Linked DNA regions of Mus musculus: region 1 is linked to region 2. The links are chromatin contacts, called in public Hi-C maps. All regions are on one chromosome and are shown on one strand. Each heading gives the region's core, a stretch centred on a gene start, on an enhancer-like site or on the middle of the called end of the contact. The rest is flanking DNA. Distances are from core to core; before and after follow the strand shown.

Region 1 (2,944 bases), core at 365-2,864, 130 kb after region 2:
TCCGACTACCAGGTCATTTCAGCAAAGGTGGTCTGCTTGGGAGACAGCCCTTCATCTAGTCTGCCCCATGAAAATATCTGGCTAGTTTTCTAAATAAGGGAAGCTGGACAAATGTCTTACAGACGGCACCCAATGTAAGATGAGACATGTTTCTCATATGTAGAAGTGACACATAGAATTACTGGCACAGGAGAGATTGGTGGAATTTTGAATCTGCATCTTCTCCTGGGTTGGACATATGCAGTCTAATCCCCCCTCATTATGCCAGGCCACTGTGGCAGCAGCAGCCCCAGGCAGTGCCAGGATCCTGAGGGGATGTGGTTGATCATCTCCAGTGTGCTGTGCTCTAAAATCTGCTATACATTAGAGTATTCTATAAAGTCTCAGCCTTTGGAGTGTACAGGAGCCCCTGTCAGAGCGTGCCGGCTTCTCACTTCACTCATAGTTAATAAGGATGCATGAATTCCCACTTTAGAATCAAGGAATACAGTACTGACAAGTTGGGTAAAATCTGGGCCTCTGCTTTTTATCCACAACATGTAATGTGACCCTTGGCTAAGGAGTAAGCCCTCAAATTTAGAGGCAGTAGCTCACGTATGTAAAAAAAGAAAAAAGAAAAAAAAGTGGCCCCCTAATACTAGAAGAAAAATGGGGAGATGTTTCTGGTCCTGCCTCAGTTTCCATACACCCTTTATGAGAGACAATAACAAATGTTATTTTCTTCAGCACATGAGCAAGGAGAAGACATAGAAACTCTGCTCTGCTCTGTCTCACTGTAGTTTGGCACCATTTCTTCCTCCATCCCTTTCAAACAATGAGTAAAAGGCCGGCTAATGTGTGATGTCAACAGGGGTCTTAAGATAGTCTCTTGATCACCTTCAACTCTGATTCTGCACAGGCAGGAGTCAGGGCTGGTAGCTGTTATCCCAGGACCAGCCACCGGTACCAAACACTGTTGAGCGCTGCCCCAGCCCTTTCCAGGTAGGGGAAAGCCTGGTGTGATTCCTGCGAGTGGGCACTGACTCAACACACAACCAGAGTCATCCAGAGACAGAAGAGCCTGAGACGGGCCAACCGGCACATCACATCTGAAATGTGGTCCAGCCTTGGCTTGCTCAATTCTCCTTTATCATCCACTTTCCACAAAGGCTCTTCACACAGTCTCACAGTAGGAGGTCCTGGGCTCCAAAAGTCCCATACGTCTTTGCTTTGTGCCTCTTCCCTTCCTCTCTCTGTATTTCATTAACTGTAGGGAGCTATCTCCTCTTCTTGCCTTTCCTGATTTGTCATTTGTTGTCTTGATCTTGCCTGTGATTGAGAGGAAATCCTAGAGAATCCTGGGTCCTGAACTCTGTGCCCCAGAACTTAGCTGTAGGGCAGCCACGAATGTTCCCAGCAGTCAGCTTTCCGAGAAACGCAGCCTTCTGGTCACCATCATGGTCCCCACCAAGAGAGGACAGAAGGAAGATTGAAGGAGACTTAGGGCGACCGTGTGGGGCCCATGAATCTTTGTGTTACAGGAGCATTTCCAATGAACATCTCAGCTACAGTTTTCTCTAACCCTTTGCTAAGACCCACTCAACAGGAAATCTCCCAGACAGACTTGAGATGCTGAGTGGCTAGACCAGATGGCCGGTGCAGGGGCCTGTGGCTCACACAGCTGAACCGCGCAGCAGGGCTCTGATCCTGGAGAAGCAGCCTTAGAAAGAACACAGCGTTGCGTTCATTGCCGAAAGCTTGATCCTGGTGTGAACCGTGGAGTTCTGTGAGATGGAGCCACTGGAAATTCACTGGTGATTCCATTCTCAGAGAGATTAGCGGAGTTCTCACGGGAGAGTGCTAGCTGGTTCCCACAGGAGTGAGCTGTAAGAGAACAAGCTCTTCCATGGTGCCACCCAGCACCATGCCATTCCCACAGACTGAACAGTCTTGGCTTTGGGCCCTCATGACGACAAACAAAATAAACCACTTTCCTTGCTGGGCTTGACAGGGTGGGCATGGCTTTCATCCATGCAGAAGGAAGAGGCAGGAGGATCTCTGTGCCTGGTCTATACAGTAAGCTCCAGGATGGCTAGGTCTACCTATCGAAACCTTATCTTAAAATAAATAAATAAATGGAGGAGGAGGAGGAAGAGGAGGGAAGAAAGCCTGCAGTCAGGCAGGCAAACAAGCAAACAAGCAAGGAAAAAAAAAGTCTTTTTTTATGAAGTATTCAGTTCCTGGTATTTTTTTTTTAAGCAACAACAACAAAATGGCTTATAAATAAGGAATTGCACATATCACAAACTTTTATTTTTCAAGTCAGAAGAGTAGAACGTCTGAGACTATGGGAGGTTAAGTCCTGAAAGTGGCAGGTGGCTGAGCCAAGAGGAGTCCATGCCTTAACCACAGCACACTGAGTGGTATTGGAGAGTTCTGAGAGTGTTGGACAGAGAGACGGATCCGACTACCCAGAAGTCAGGTGTAACACCACCTCTGGGTTCTAAGGCCCAGTGAGAGTAGGAAAGGCAGATGACATTGAGAGCCTTCAGCCTCTGGAAGACAGGCAGATGCCGCCATCTGGCCCAGTGAGAGAAGACACAAAGACACAAAGCCAGGCAAGCACCCACTGTCCCTTCTCTGTGAGGAGGAAGTGCCTGGGGGAACGCCAGCCAGGTCTGCTCCGCTGTGGATACAAATTGTAGCAAGGGAGAGAAAGGAGCCTCTGGGCTTTGAACTTGAAACCCTGCAGTAGGTTATATTGTTACTCTCTGGATTTGTTACATTGTTTCTCTCTTTGTTATAATTCCTGTCCTGGCTAAGCTTTTATTTTTAATTTGGCACAACCCAGAGTCACCTGGGGAAGAAGGAACCTAGCTGAGGAGCTGCCCAGAGCAGACTGCTCGTAGCCATGGCTCTGAGAGACTGTACCAACAGATGCTTAACATGGAGGGCCCAGCCCGCC
Region 2 (2,741 bases), core at 2-2,501:
TTTGCTATGGGTTTTTGGTTTTTTATTTGTAGAGAAAGGTCAGACATGAGCAAATGATGCATTCTTGGTATGTACAGTCCTAAGGTTCATTGGGTTGGCACTCTTTGGGCAAAGACCTGCCTAACATGAGAGCACAAGAAGCCAATTGTTAGGCAGGAATTTGTCAGTGTAATGGCTCTGCATAAGGCAGCCTGACTTTAATGTCTAACAGACACACACACACACACACACACACACACACACACACACAATATAAAGCCAACTTAGTTCTGCTTTAACTCTATTGGCAATAGAAGCCCTTATTCTCTCTCTCCGTCAGGGAGTGGGAGACATTTCCGTTTGCTACAGCATTTCAAAACATCCCAAGAGGAAATAAATTTTTATAACTTCACACAATAACAATGGAGTAAAGATCACTCCAACTTCCTTGAGATGCATTTTGCACAAAAGTTATCTGCCGACTGACACGCAAATAAATATAGGTTCCATATTTCGCATGTGCAGACGTCTAGCCCATCTTGAAAGGCTCCCTCACTCATCTCAGTTATTTTTGATTCCTTGAAATCAATATTCAAAGAGCCCTTCGCTGACTCAATTGTCAAGGTCAAAGGCCCTATCAAGTGTCAGGATGTCTCTGACCACACTTTCTGGGGTTTTTCTTGTTTCTATCTCTCCGGAGAAGCTTCTCACTGAGCGCGCTCTGGAGGTTGACTTGTGTGGCTGAATCTCTCCTATTTTGTTCATCCCAGTTGCTTGCTGCCCTGGGACAGTGAGATTATCCCCCTTCCTCTGTGGTTGGCCTTCTGGACCGTGCTAGCATGCTCCTCCCGTGCTTTCAACCGTTATAAATGCCTGGCTTGCTTTGGGAATGGGAGGACTTGGCTCACTGTGCTCGGCCTCTACTGAGACATCTTACACACTCTGCTTCCCTCATGGGTGCTTAAAAATTAACTCAAGAATTTCCAGTTGCCTCCCCCTGTTGCCAGGATGGCCAGTTAGAAGGCTCTGCATAAGAACTTCAAATACCACCCTAACCTTGGTCCCTCCCTTTCTCAGCCACCAAGAAAGGACTCCATTATTTGTGTAAATTCAGCCTTAGAAATTTCCCATTTACTACACAAAAATTTGTATGGACCAGCATGGGCAAGCGAGGTCTTAGCAAGGTGTCTCTTGGACGGTGTGTGGCAGAAAGGGGCCGCCCAGGAGCACCTCGGGGTGCTAGTGTGTCCTCATAGTGGTCATTGGTTGTGTCATCTGGCCCTGCTCTCAAGACTTTCAGTGGCTGTCAGTTCTTGAGTGAGTCTCTGGGGCCTTCTGCTCAGGTGATGGTTCAAAGGAAGTAGTGTGTTGCAACAATAGCCACCTAGAAAGGAAGTGATTGCTCCACCTGCACACAGGCGACGCCTTCAAAAGGTAGTCTGGGAATTGAATTACGGAGAGGAGTTCTCTTTTGAACTAAAACAGGGAAGATGAAAGTGTCACAAAGCCTCCAGCTGACAGACAGCAGCTTTTATGATATTGGCTTGAATCCAATGCAACCCATATCTCCAGGACGTGTACTGTATCCAATACTTAGTAATAATAATAATAAAAAGCACAGTTGGGGGCTTACATGTTGCTGTGCTGTTTTCTCAATAATCATTAAAACTCATCTCACCTTTGTATGTTTTGCTTATAGTTTGTATGTTGGAGTAGAGTGCGGGTCAATCAAGCCACATGAATGTTCTAAAACTCCTGTGTGGCCGTGCTCCTGGGGAGCACTGCTGAGAGTTACTCCACCCTATCCCCAGCCATGTGAGGTGAAATTGTCTCCCTGGTAGGACTTTAAATCAGACTTTTTGTTTCTTCTTCATTGCAGACTCTCTCTCCGTATCTCCTCCTTTCCCTAGTCTCTGGGGCAGGGCTATAAACTGTTTACTGTCCTGTGGGAGCACAATTGCTAAGAGCTGTTGAAACCATTGACTTCACTCCGATTCTAACAGGACAAGCCACCTCACGTCCAAACTGATGACGTTAGCTTTGTGTCATGCACAGGGAGACTGACAGCTCCCTGTTCCTCTGGGGTCCACAGGCAAACAATTTGCTTCCTTCTCTTTGGAGCATCCTCTCCAGCTAAGGATTAACATGGAAAGTACAGACAGAAGTCTCTTCTGTTGTCATGGCAACACTCCTTCCCTGATAAGATTTTGGCCATTCCAGGCACGCTTCACTTGTTTTCCTACCTTAAGCCTAGACTAGCCTTGTTCTGAGTATTCTGGGTTATTTTCATTGTAGTAAGAACGTTCAGTATGAAGTCTCTCCTTTTTAGTTGTCACGTGTACAATACAGTACTTGTGACCATAGGCACACTGCTTATGCTTATGCTTAGAGTTTATACATCCTGCAGTAACAGATACTTTATTGCTTGCTGACCAACAACTCCTCATGCCCCCTTCCAGCCCCTTACCACCAGCATTCCCCTCTCTGATTCTAGGAGTTAGACTGTTTTAGACACCTCAGAACAATGGGGACTGGTAGGTTCTGTGCTTTTATGATTTGCTCATTTCACTGAGCACAACATCTCCAGATATAACAGCCACTCTGTCATGTATTTAAGAGTTCTTCCTTTCTGAAAGCTGGCTCCATTGTACAGCAGGCAGGCATACTCCACTGAATGTGTCTGGTCACCTGTCAACAGACACGGCACTGTGTCTTGGCTACTGTGAATCATGCCTCAGTGTAGACAAGGATGGGAAATATCT

The links. Hi-C and Micro-C count contacts between places; a contact is called where the count stands out from the background.
Region 1: a Hi-C map of cerebellum shows a contact between it and region 2, with 2.0 times the contacts expected there. The contact joins two enhancer-like sites. A contact is called at or near these places in 1 of 39 promoter capture datasets (hippocampal neurons), 7 of 484 Hi-C or Micro-C datasets (bone marrow-derived macrophages, cerebellum, cerebral cortex and 3 more), 6 of 115 datasets of contacts at active chromatin or transcription factors (SST interneurons, bone marrow-derived macrophages, embryonic forebrain and 3 more) and 1 of 9 other capture datasets (pancreatic islet).

What each region holds. Positions count from the first base shown.
Region 1 is chr14:60,516,432-60,519,375 of GRCm38.p6, forward strand. It overlaps a transcript of Spata13 not described here. Among named protein-coding and RNA genes, the nearest start is that of Gm41166, 110 kb to the right of the region's middle. Within about 2 kb of position 1,615, at least 4 of the 459 cell types and tissues checked have an H3K27ac peak or open chromatin away from gene starts, as enhancers often do. A contact at or near this core is called in cerebellum, where this site is marked.
Region 2 is chr14:60,383,165-60,385,905 of GRCm38.p6, forward strand. It overlaps Amer2 (APC membrane recruitment 2), which reads left to right. Exons shown (of 1, transcript NM_028113.4): 1 at 1-2,741. Among named protein-coding and RNA genes, the nearest start is that of Amer2, 6.8 kb to the left of the region's middle. Within about 2 kb of position 1,252, at least 30 of the 459 cell types and tissues checked have an H3K27ac peak or open chromatin away from gene starts, as enhancers often do. A contact at or near this core is called in cerebellum, where this site is marked.